2 separate regions of the Mus musculus genome follow, and region 1 is linked to region 2. Evidence: chromatin contacts called from public promoter capture Hi-C data. All regions are on one chromosome and are shown on one strand. Each heading gives the region's core, a stretch centred on a gene start, on an enhancer-like site or on the middle of the called end of the contact. The rest is flanking DNA. Distances are from core to core; before and after follow the strand shown.

Region 1 (5,750 bases), core at 2,994-5,493, 700 kb before region 2:
CTATACCGCTCCTTCGCATATACCCAGAGCACTTGACATCCCACTCCACAGACACCTGGTCAGCCGTGTTTACAGCTGCTCTAATCACAAGGTCTAGGAAATGGGAAAAGACCTCAATGTCCTTCAGCTGATGAATGGATAATAAAAATTTGGTACAGATACACTAAGGGATTGAACTAGAAAAACATCCTATAGAGTGAATAACCCAGACCCCAAATGACAAATGTCATGTGATCTCTGTTACTGAAAGTTCCTAACTCCAGATCTTCAGATGAGAGTACGTGTCCCAGAGTAACTACAAAAATCGGAAAAGTACACAGATGCCATTGATAGAGTGAGGGATGGAGGAAGCAACAGAGGGGAAGTACTGGAATATGACATATGAAGTAGTGGGTTTTCCTTGTAGCATTTCACATATGCTTGGGTTTGGTTAACTTGCCTCATTCCACTCTCTCCCTCACCTCCCGGCTTCCTGTTCTCCCCTTCAACCAGCAGTTGCCTTTCCCTTTCAAATCACACACTAAGCCTCAAAATGGGCACACTGCCTTCAGATACTTGGATGTACCATAGTCACCTAACCTTTCCTAGCATTTGGATGTTTAACACATCTTGAGTTTTTGAAAATCAAGTGTGAGGTTGTGATCTTAGATGCTACTAGTTCCTCATTTAAGAATCATCTGACTTGGCCAGGTGTGGTGCACACACCACCTGGGAGGCAGATCTCTGTGAATTTGAGGCTAGCCTGGTGTATATAGTGAGTTCTAGAACAACGGGAGCTTTGCAGTGAGACACTATCTCAATACACAAATAAATAAATGATCTGCCATGTCCGACCCTTCTACTTTTAGTCACATCAGCACCTCCCTCTGGGTATCTGGCCGTCACCTCCTCTCTCAACATTTATCGCTGTCCAGTGTATCAGTGTGAGTGTCATAAATGATGAAGAGCAGAGTACAGCTGTCACCACTCTTGGAGCTGCTGGGTGATGGCCTCTAAGCACCATCAGCAACTGCTCCTCAGAGTCCCTTACCACTCTTACCAGGCCTGTGACCCTCCACAGGCTCCAACCAGCCAGCACACTGGAGGCACAGCTCACATGGAAAGTGGACAGAGATGGGAAGAGGTCCATTCACTTACAAGAATCATCGGTTAGCACTCTCTCCCTTCCTCATAAGCCAGCGATGGCATGGAGGATGACCTGCTTGTTTGGTCCACCGAGCATTTGGTAAGACAAAACAAAGTAGCAGCAGCAACAACAAAAATCTATATACCCACTGACATTTTGACTGACTTTACATAGAATCTAGTTCTCTTGGCTTCTCTAAGAATAAAGCTAGAAGGTGATTTCAGTGTCTCAACTGGTCATGTGCTTGATAGTCAGGCGTGAGGATGAGTTCAGATCCCCAGCATCCCCGTGCAAACCAAGCATAGGGCGCATGTCTACAGCCCACCACTGGGGAGACAGAGACAGGAGGCTCTCAGAGCTCACTGGTCAGCCAGCCTAGCAGAACTGGTGTGCTTTGTGTTCTCTGGGGGATCTAGTTTCAAAAATAAAGTGAAAAGTAGCTGAGAAAGACAACTCACGTTGGTGCCAGGCCTCCACATGCACACACACACATATGTACACAAGCATACATGTGTATGCTACATACACAAACTAGGGAGATCTGGAGGGAGGCTGAGTGTGAACTTCAGTGGTGAAACATACATTTAGTATGTGTAAGGCTCTGGGTTCAGTCCCTAAACCACAGGGACATGGGGAGAATTTTAGCATTTCAGGGGCATCTCAAAGCTCTGAGCCTGCTGTGGGTCCCACACGGGAGGGTTCAGTTCCCATCACCACTGGATGGCTCATGTGAGGGTGACCTGTAGAGACCTCCTGGAAGTAGGAGGTAGGTTTTCAGAACAAAAAGCAGTACTACACGACAGGTTACAGGCACAGGAAGTTGGGGTAGCTAACTCAAGGACAGTTCTATGACTCATACAGAGTTGCAGTGTATTTAGTGCGTTAAGGTTCTGAAGGCTGGAGAATGCTGGAGGCCAAATGACAAATGACAGGAACATGAAAGTGGAGTAGCAAGCTATCCCAAGCCTATGCCCACCCCATCTTGCCACCAGGAAGGAGCCGATGCTGGCACCAGTGTCTCATTACAGCACTGGCACATATCCTGTGGAGACTGCAGGAATTTACAATGTCCCTTCTTGATCCCATGAGGAATGCAGCCTGTTGTAGCCTGGTGTCGCTGTGGCTGGGATAAGATCATGACTAAGCAACATGTCCATGTCACAGTCCATCATTGGGGGAAATCTAGATAGGAATTCAAATGGAGACTCTGGGAGGCAGGAACTGAAGCCGAGCACATGGAGTAATACTGCTTCCTGGCTTGTTCTCACGCTCCCTCAGCATGCTTTCTTACACAACTCAGGACCACACAGGTGTCCCATAAGCCTACAGGCCAATCTGTTAGAGGGAATTACTTCGTTGCATTTTAGTTATGTTTAGTTAACTAAAAACCCAAGTGACTCATGTTTGTATGAAGTTGACAATAAGCTGCCAACTCATGGCAGTACCCCTACTGAATACTTTGATGCACTTGGCCTGGATAAAAACAGGATCCGGCAAAGTCAAGCTCTCTACTGGCGACATCATCCCACAGTCTGCACTACTAAATCCCCAGGATGACCCAAGCACCTACAGCTTCCACTCTCTAGTCTGCCCTAGGAAAATATACCTCCTTGGTTAAATGGCTGACCAATGAGAAGTTTTGTTCCCACCAGCCAAGGCCCCAGTGAAGAAGACACCCCACTGACAGACTGTTCAGTGGCGTGAGGCACACAGAAGGATGTGCACCTGAGAAAGTAACACCCTCGAGGCTCAGGAAGACATAGATCATTCCCCAAGCCTTAAACTATCAAAGGGTACATAGACAGGGAACCTGAAGGTGGCAGTCACACAGGGGCAGTTGCCAAAGCTATTTTCCTCTGGGGTTTGACCAACCCAGGTGGGGAAAGTTCCAGAGCTCCTGACCCCTCTGCTCTACTGGAGAAGACATGTGGCATCAGTGACAGGGATTAAAAGTGCCCTGGTGGCAATATTTCAAGTTATTTATCTAATATCCACCTCCGTTCTCCTTATTTACAGAGCTCTAGTTTTGTTCAGGAGACAATATGACACACTTCCCTGTCTTCCCAGGTTGCTGAACCTGTGCTACACTTCACAGAAATATAGATTCCCAGAAAGAGAAATAGAAAAGGGCAAATTCCTGCTAGAGACAGCCAGCCTTTCCTTTCTCTTCCTTGTTATCAGTGGTGAAGAGCCCCCAGAGAACAGCAGCCCTCCCTTCTTGCCACCACTAAATACCGTGAAGATTGGAGGTAGACCTTAAGGTTCATGGAGAGGAAGTTACACGGAACCCAGATGGTAGGAGCATTCATGAACCAGATAGGACCCTGCCGTTCCAGGAGGGATGCAATAAGCCTAGTCATTAATGCATCAAGATCACTCTAGGGCATCTTGTTCTGCCTGTGGTCACAGCCACAGAACCTGGAACTTCTACATTTCACTCCTCAGGGCCCTTCTGAGTAACACTGGAGATTCACTGGCTCTATACTGCAGAAGCAGAAGACAGGAAACAGTTTGTTAATGGATACATACACAGAATAACAGTGTTGCAAGTGGAGACAAGTCTGGGCTCTAGGTATCCATATGGGAGGGGGAGGAAACAAAAGACCGGGCTTGGAAAACATAGATGGGACCTGAGATGTCTTAATGCTTTGTTATAAACTGGGAAGGGCAAACCCAAGGATTTTGAACAGGAAATTGATTTGTTTGTTTTGTTCCAGAACCAGAGTTGTTGCTAATGGGGAGGTAGGAAGGAGACATGTGTCTCTTCCCGGGAGACTATTCTTGGGTGTCTTCTGTTTTTGTATTTCTGTAGAAAGCCAGAAAAGCTTTTGTTTGAAGTTCTTTTCAAGGCTGTTTAGATAGCAAGCAGGCTTGTATAAGAGATGCAGCAGCTTTTTTTTTTCTCTCTTCCTTATGTACAGGCAAATAAGATGAAGTCTCTCTTGGACAAAACTGGGCCAAGAATGTTTTTAGACCCTTTCATAGGTCTAGGACTGGGCTTTCTAGGCTCATAATACTCAGCTGTGTGTGTAGGACCCACCTGGACCACAGTACCCAGTGGGCCTCAGGGAGAAAGGATTGCAAAAACACCAAGATTTCCTGTGGTGCTGTTGAGCTCGCACAGGAATCCTATGCCTTGTCTCACCACCCCCAGAAGTGAGGCCTGCTGACTTGTGAGGCAGCACCAGTGTAGGCTCGAAGCTGCTTCTCTGTCCTTGTTTCACCTGGACAGGGAGGGAGCTGTGGAGGTGGAGACTGGTGCTGCGGATCGTGAGGTGTGAGGCTAGACAAGAGATGATGGTGGAGTTAACCCTGAGAGAGAACGCATGGACGACAGGCAATGGCTGACTTTCATGGGCTGGCCAAATCAGTGTGGCAGATCTGCAGGGGTGCAATCCAGAGGGCAGGACTTTGTTTCAGCTGAACCTTGGCCTTGGATCAGCAAGCTCTATAAACGAGCAAAGCCCTTGAGCACCTCTCTGTGCTGTGTTAGAGTCCCCAGGAATGCCGACTGCAGGCTTTCTTTAAAAAAAAAAAAAAAGCCAAACTTTATGAATCACTTAGGGAATCAAATTCCTGAAACCTGGGAAGCTGAATTATTAAAGGATTTAAAGGTGAGTCTGTCCTGTTTCTGTGGGAAGTGCTGGCCTGTTAGAAAAAAAAAAAAAACCTAACAGCATTCACACATTCCTAAAAGAAACATGTGTGTTCCTGTCTGTACACCAGCCCATAGGAATCCGAAGAAGAATCAGGAGTCTAAGGGCCAGCCTGGGGTACACAGTGAGCCTCCCTGTCTCAAAAACAAAACAAAAACCTATATAGAGTCACTGAACAGCCTGATGACCATTTCCATGTACATGGACCATTGTTCAGTTTCTATCCTGAAATGTATTTACCCAGAGCCCAGTGTCACTGAGCTCTGACTCAGGGACCCATTATCACTTGCACCTTTGTGTGAGCAGACTTCCTAACCAGGAGCTCCAGGTGTTAGGCTAAGGTAGATACTGTCCCAAGGGATATTCCAGAGACCTTGCTGACCCTCAGAAACTGCCCTCCAGCAAGATAATCAGGACACCTCCTGCCAGTCTTCCTGGGAATGGCCCCAGATATGACCACTGGCCACTTTTTTGTACTCCATCACTGTGGATACGAAACCAAGTCTGTTTAGACATCAGAACCTCTAAGATTTCTGTGGAGCCTGGCAAAGGACGTGGCTGTATCCCTCATCAATGCCTAGACTTCCTCTTCAGCTTGCCATTTGTCAGTGTGTGGTCCACAGCCTCCCCATATGTGACTATTGCTGCCCCTGTGGAAAAGCTAGGTACCCTGTCTTAGGAGCCATTAGATCTATGTGCATCTATTCATTCTTACTATTACTTGACCCAAGGGGCCAAGATTCATGTGAGTGTCATTTCTGCCTCTAAGCATGACAGTGTTGTCAATCGTACCTGGACCTTATCTTCTGCAACAGTGCTATTTCAGGTAGAAGTTATTTGAGAAACCCACTAAGCCTGGAGAAACTCAGAATTTGTTAGCAAACAAATTCTTCAAACATGGAATCCCCACTCATAGCTGCTTCCCACCAGTTTGATGTTTCAATAGGATTAGTAGCATGGCAGGAGCC
Region 2 (5,958 bases), core at 668-3,167:
ATATTTGTGTGTTATATGAGTAGAGCACATAAAATATGGTTGAGGAATATATAAGGAAACAAGCCAGGCAAAAACAGTCAGTGCTAGTTTGATAATATGAGAACATGCTTGATTTCCTCCATATATTGTTTATCCTGATTCTCTAGAATAAACATTGTACTAGCCCAAAGTCGTCATTATATTTGTGTGTTGGAGCTCTAATGCTCAGTACCTCAGAATCTGAGGGTAAACAATTGCGGACTGGGTCTTTTCACATTGCAATCGAGTTACAATGTGGTCACTGAAGTTAGACAGAGCAGTCCTGTAGGCTATTTCCACAGTGAGGTTAAGGGACGGGAAGACACAAGCAGAGTACTCCTAAGCAAAGGAAAGGGCTCCTAAAGGAACCAATCTTGTCCACACTCTGTTCCCAGGATCCCAGCTTCCAGATGTATGAGCAAATAAATCCTTGTTCTTTATGCCGCACAGTCCTGGTACTTTGTTAATGGCATCTTTAGCAAACTATCATAATCATTTTTTTTTTAATGAAACATCAGAAAATTAACAGGAGGAGTCCTGATATTAAGGGAACCTCTCTTCCTGAGATGCATGGAAATAGAAGGACAGTTTGGGGACCACATCACCCACCTTGAACTACCCCTCTGTATACCATCACCAAGTCAACATTTTAAATCTGTTGTGCTATTTGTCATGTGTGCTGGATTCCTGATCATAGCTAGGAGTTCCTGAATTCCCGGTTACTGGAAATGTTCGATCAGTGGCTGGGCATTCTCATGACGGAGGCCACAGAAAGGCTTGTGTGGAGTTGAAAGTGTTCTAAGATTCATGCCAGCTCTCTGCCACTTATTTCTAAGGGCAGTGTTCCTGACTTCCACAGTGCAAAGTTAATTCTGATTATTGGTCTTTACTGGATTTCTGATTCAAACTAAGATGTTTCCATTCCATTTCTCTTCAATTGCGGGGAAAGTTATTTCAGGTTCTAGCGTTCAGACCTCGTCTCTCATGCTTCCCAGACTTCAAACATCATTTTTAGCTTCCTAAAATTCTAAGGTAGACTAAATGAAGTTGTTTAAAAGTAATGCCAAAAACAGTACCCCACATCTCAAGCGGTTACACACGCGTTTAAAGCAGGAACCCGATCAACCCAATCTGCAAGAGGGGGAAAAAAAGCCAGCCTTGTTTTCTGAGTTCCTGTCACTGTTCTGGCCCTGTCATCTTCTGAAGGAATAAACACGCTTTATCCACCACACGGTCCTATTTTCCAAGAGTGTTTGCAATTGTACTGTGATATAAAACATGTCCTCAGAAACTCGGAACATGCGGTTTCTTTGTTGTTGACTTTGCATTCCTGAATTCACTTTTTCCATTCTCAACAGTAGGGCACGATCCCCCAACACAGGAGATCCTGGACCCTTTAGACTCTAGAAAGGGATTGGGGAGATACCACTGACCCTGTTGAAGTCTCCTTATGGAAACAGTTTGCTATCCAGAGCAAATGACTGGCTAGCTGGAAACTAAATTATGAATAATGCCCATAGAAATCCCAGTTCTCTACTTCCCTTCCCTGCTTTCTGGGAGAACGTTCAGCATGTGGTTTTCAATTGAATCCTGCTGCGATTGGTATTCTGATGCAATTTACCCACATCTCCCCAACGTGTGTTACTTAACAGCCTTGCCTTCCTCGAGAAATAGTATTTAGTTTCTCTCCAGGATTCAGATCTCTCAGAAGCAACCCCCATTATTAGCTCAAGAGACTGAACAAGCTGAAACGTTTCCCTTACTTTTCCAGCGGTGCCCATCCTGCCTCTCCTGGGTGTGTGGCCTGCAAACAGGAACGTCTTCTGACTGAGGCACGGTTCACTCTTCTATGGGTACCAGCATCTTCGGCCTTCAATAAATAGCGTGACTTGGAAGTTCTGCTTGCCTTTGGCAACATGACTCATAGCCTTAGAATTTTCCCAACCCAAGAAGCTCCACCCTCCTGCAAGTCAAGTGGTGAAAAGAAATACAATACACATTATGATTAGACAAAAATAAGAAGCTAACAAACATTGGATAATCAAGTCTACTATGAAGGGCCAGAAAACACCCTTACCCATTTTATTTTAGAGAATATAAAAACAGGTCGTGTTAGTTCAGCTCTGTCCAATTGATACAGAGTGCATTGCATGCCTTCTACGTGCAAGCTGTTCTGTCAGGTAGCTGACTTTAGCTATGTGGTTAGGCATTTGTATTTGCACTCCATTTGCACTCGATATAGCTTGTAGAAAGTGTGGTTAAATATAAATGAGGGTTGTGGTATGACTCCATAGTAGAGCACATGACTTGATCCGGTCTCCGTTCTTAGCAACATACACATACAATTGTATATCATGTACGTATGTTGTGTTATTTGTCACACACACTGCATTCTTCATTATAGTTAGGAGCAGTTGCCTCAAGTCCCTGAATTCTCCATCACTGGGAATATATGTTTGTATGTATGTATAGTAGATGCAAGAAAATGTATAAAACCAGTAATGGCGATGGAGATGGGAAATTAACTATAACTTGTCTTTGCTCTCAGGAAACCTGTCATTTGGCTCAAGATCACATTATTTACCCACAGAATTGCTTACTGCTTACGCACATTGGTATCCAGAAGGACCGAGAGGGAATCAGAATCCTGCTATACAAAGAGGCTCTTGCATTCCTAAAGGAATCTACTTGGGCAAGCATTTAGCTGTTCCATCATTCCAAGCCACTGTTGTCCAGTAGGCAGCAGCATCAGACCCTTCTGGATCTGCTTTTGCCTTTGAGAGGAAGAGGTATTTATGTGACAGTGGCTAGCTGTCACATTGGTACACTACTGCCTCCAACAAACCCTCCATACAGTGACAAAATTTCACTCCTGCGGGGTGACACAGTGAGGCAGGTTTTCTGTCTTTAGACAAAACTCTTCAATCCTGAAATATAGAATAAGGGCTCTTACCAACCCGGAAGATATTTGCCAGAGTTTGTTGTTCAGCTACTTACACATTGACAAACTCCTCTGAATAACGGAAAACATGTCCACAGGTCTCTCGGCATAATGCAGTAGGTGCTGTAAGTCCGATTTCACACATATTTATATCTAATTCAGAAGTGGTAATTATAATCAGTGAGTCTACTGCACTGGCCAAAGTAAACCCAGTAGGTAAAAGCATTGCCAGTGGACCAGGCTCGTATGCAAGCGGTGTTGTTTTGGCAGCAATGGTGGAGAACCGCAGCTCTTGTTGTAGGCACCGCGGACAAGAGATAGGCAGGTACGGACAGACAGACATTCTGAATCTCAACCATCAAAGACCAAGCCCAGACTCAGCAACAAAAGCTTGTTTTCCTCAGAACAGAGGCAAAAGAACTAACAAGGGTGGAGCTGGCTCCAAGGCAGCAGAGAGCCAACACGGGTGGGGCTGGCACAAAGGAAAAGTTTCTCAGTTGATAAACTCCTTAAGGGTTTTGCAAGACTTCATAACATATTAGTCTGAAAAGTAAACTATTCTCATGTTAATCTGCCAGGTGATGTTAAATAAGGTCTTAATGTTACCAATCCATCTCTCCCCAGAATCGACTAGCTAAAAAAATGTCAAAAGCTGAAAGTTGGGAAGTACCCAATTAAAAAATTATTATGCGGGGGTGGGGGTGGGGGGTGGGGGGGGTGGGAGACTTGGAATCCAGGAAGAGCTGAAAGGAAGGAAAAGACAGCCGGCTATGATCAAAATGTATTGTGTGTGTGTGTGAAATTCTCAGAGAATAAATACAAATGCTATATGGAAAAGCACACTAAAAATGCACAGCTTGAAGTCTCCAGGGTAAGGCATCAGATTACAAGCTTCCTCCTCCAAACAAAGCAATGAATGAGAAAAGTCAAATGGCAAACGATGGAAGGTGATGCTTTTCGGAACAGGGAGAGGCTGGGAACAAGGGCTAGCACAAAGGATGTAAGATGAAAGCCTAAGTAGGGAAAAACAGCAGAACGCACAGCAAAGGAATGGGCAGCACATGGCTAATCCCTGGCTCTGGACCAGGCAGATGCCTCATCTAAAGATAAATGACCGACAGTCGCCTCAGGCCTGAGTACAGAAGAGAACACTGTGCGGCAGGGAGTGACTCCGCTTGGTGGTACAGCTGTGCAGAGGAGCCACAGTTGTCACACTCAGTGTCTTACAGGGTAGCGCCAGGTGCCATCCTGGGAGGTAAGGCTGAGAAGTAAGTTTAAAACTGTGATTGTTCACGAGACAAAGACAGATCTTGAATGAATAGGCTAATGACTCACGGCCAGCCTTAGGAAGGGAGTATAAGCTAAACCTAGAGGAACTGGACAAATCAGTGAACTAGAAACTCAAGCGACAATGGAGACAAAGACACAAATAAAACTTTGCATCTTTGAAAAGATAAAGATCAAATAGTCCTTAGCCAAACTAGCCAAATAAAAGAGAAGACCAAATTAATGAAATAAAAAAAAAAAAAGACAGAAGAACAGACATGAGGCAATCATGGGAAAAAATACTTAACCATCCTATATTCAAAGAGCTGGAAAGTCTAGAAGAAATGAATAAATTCAGAGACTCATATAACACGCAAAATTTGTATTAAGTAGATATAAACAACTGTTCTTCAATGAACAAAACTATTGATATAATAACCGATAACCGTCTTCCAACAAGGAAACCTCAGGGCAGTAGGATTCCCTGTTGAACTCCATAACTCCTTTAAAAAGCGCTAACAATGGTACTTTTCAAATAACTCCATATAATCAGAAGGAACACACCAGACTCATCCTGTCAAGACTGTTACCCTGATACCAAAGTCAGATAAGGATAAAATAACAGAAACACGATAGACCACTTCCCTGATGGAGGTTGATGCAAAAATCTTGAATAAAAGGCTTATAGACCGTTGGAGTGCAGGAATTGCTCCACAAACCACACAAACACTGGTCTCAGTCAGATAGGGATGGTTTATTGAGCATACGCCCCAGGACTGGTCAACCAGGGCAATGGTTCAGATTCAGGAACTGAACCATGACCCTGAATTAAAATCCTACAGGGGTTTTAAGCCCCAAATCCACAAACATTTGTGTCATGTTATTATGCCAACCAGGATTTAGGGATAAAGGATTCCATAGGAACGTCTTTGTTGTACACTTATCCTGCTCCCATTGGTTTGGGGTATTCCAAGGTGACAGGCAACATGCCTTGTCTAACATTCATGTATGAACTTGCCAGTGGTGATGTCAGTTAAACACTTACATGTCTCTTTCTGCCAAGTACGATGTCAGTACCCAAGACCTCCTTGGGGACTGCGACTTTACTAGACCACTACTCAAAATGGAAGTCTTATTCCAAGTAGTTTCTTATATTGGTGCAGGTGTCTCTTGTTTATCCAAGAGGTAGTTTATACCATAAAAGCTTATACACAGGTGCAAGAAGTGCTTCTGGGTGCTTGGTTCAGGTCCAAGATTATTGTGGGTAATGATACAAAACAGTTCTATTGACTTTTATTGTGATTGTCTTCCAAGGCCACAGAATATAACAGAATAGGTAATCAATCTTGGCACTAGAAAATTTCCTAATAGCAGCAGAAACATATGAGAAAGTTTCCTTATAATTATAGGCTAGCCAGGTAACTGTTACCTGGCTTTAACATTCAATCTAGGCCTTAATATATTACTTAGGCTTTAACATAAACTGAATTTAACAATACATTAAAGATGGGCATAGTGACCCATGCCTTTAATGCCAGCACTTAAGGAAGGTCTGTCATGAAAAGAACCCACACAGTCCAGATTGCTGGGCAAGCTGGGAAGACTCTATGAAATGTGCTCTAAGAATAAGGGTTTGGGACACAGTGTGCTTGTCTCAGGGCCTGTGTTCCCACTTAGGCGACTTCACCTAGCATGTGTGCAAGCGGGAGAGACAGTAGCTACAGTGCTCACAT

What was found. Promoter capture Hi-C pulls out the DNA fragments that hold promoters and counts their contacts.
Region 1: a contact with region 2 is called in a promoter capture Hi-C map of cranial neural crest. The contact joins the enhancer-like site here to the promoter of Adh7 in region 2. A contact is called at or near these places in 3 of 39 promoter capture datasets (the 3T3-L1 cell line, cranial neural crest and pre-B cells) and 2 of 484 Hi-C or Micro-C datasets (the Ba/F3 cell line and olfactory sensory neurons).

The regions. Positions count from the first base shown.
Region 1 is chr3:138,913,629-138,919,378 of GRCm38.p6, reverse strand. No RefSeq gene overlaps it. Among named protein-coding and RNA genes, the nearest start is that of Rap1gds1, 160 kb to the left of the region's middle. Within about 2 kb of position 4,243, at least 22 of the 459 cell types and tissues checked have an H3K27ac peak or open chromatin away from gene starts, as enhancers often do.
Region 2 is chr3:138,213,732-138,219,689 of GRCm38.p6, reverse strand. It overlaps Adh7 (alcohol dehydrogenase 7 (class IV), mu or sigma polypeptide), which reads right to left and starts at 1,917. Exons shown (of 9, transcript NM_009626.4): 1 at 1,782-1,917. The coding sequence starts at 1,799. All of the region lies in intron 2 of 0610031O16Rik (RIKEN cDNA 0610031O16 gene), which reads left to right.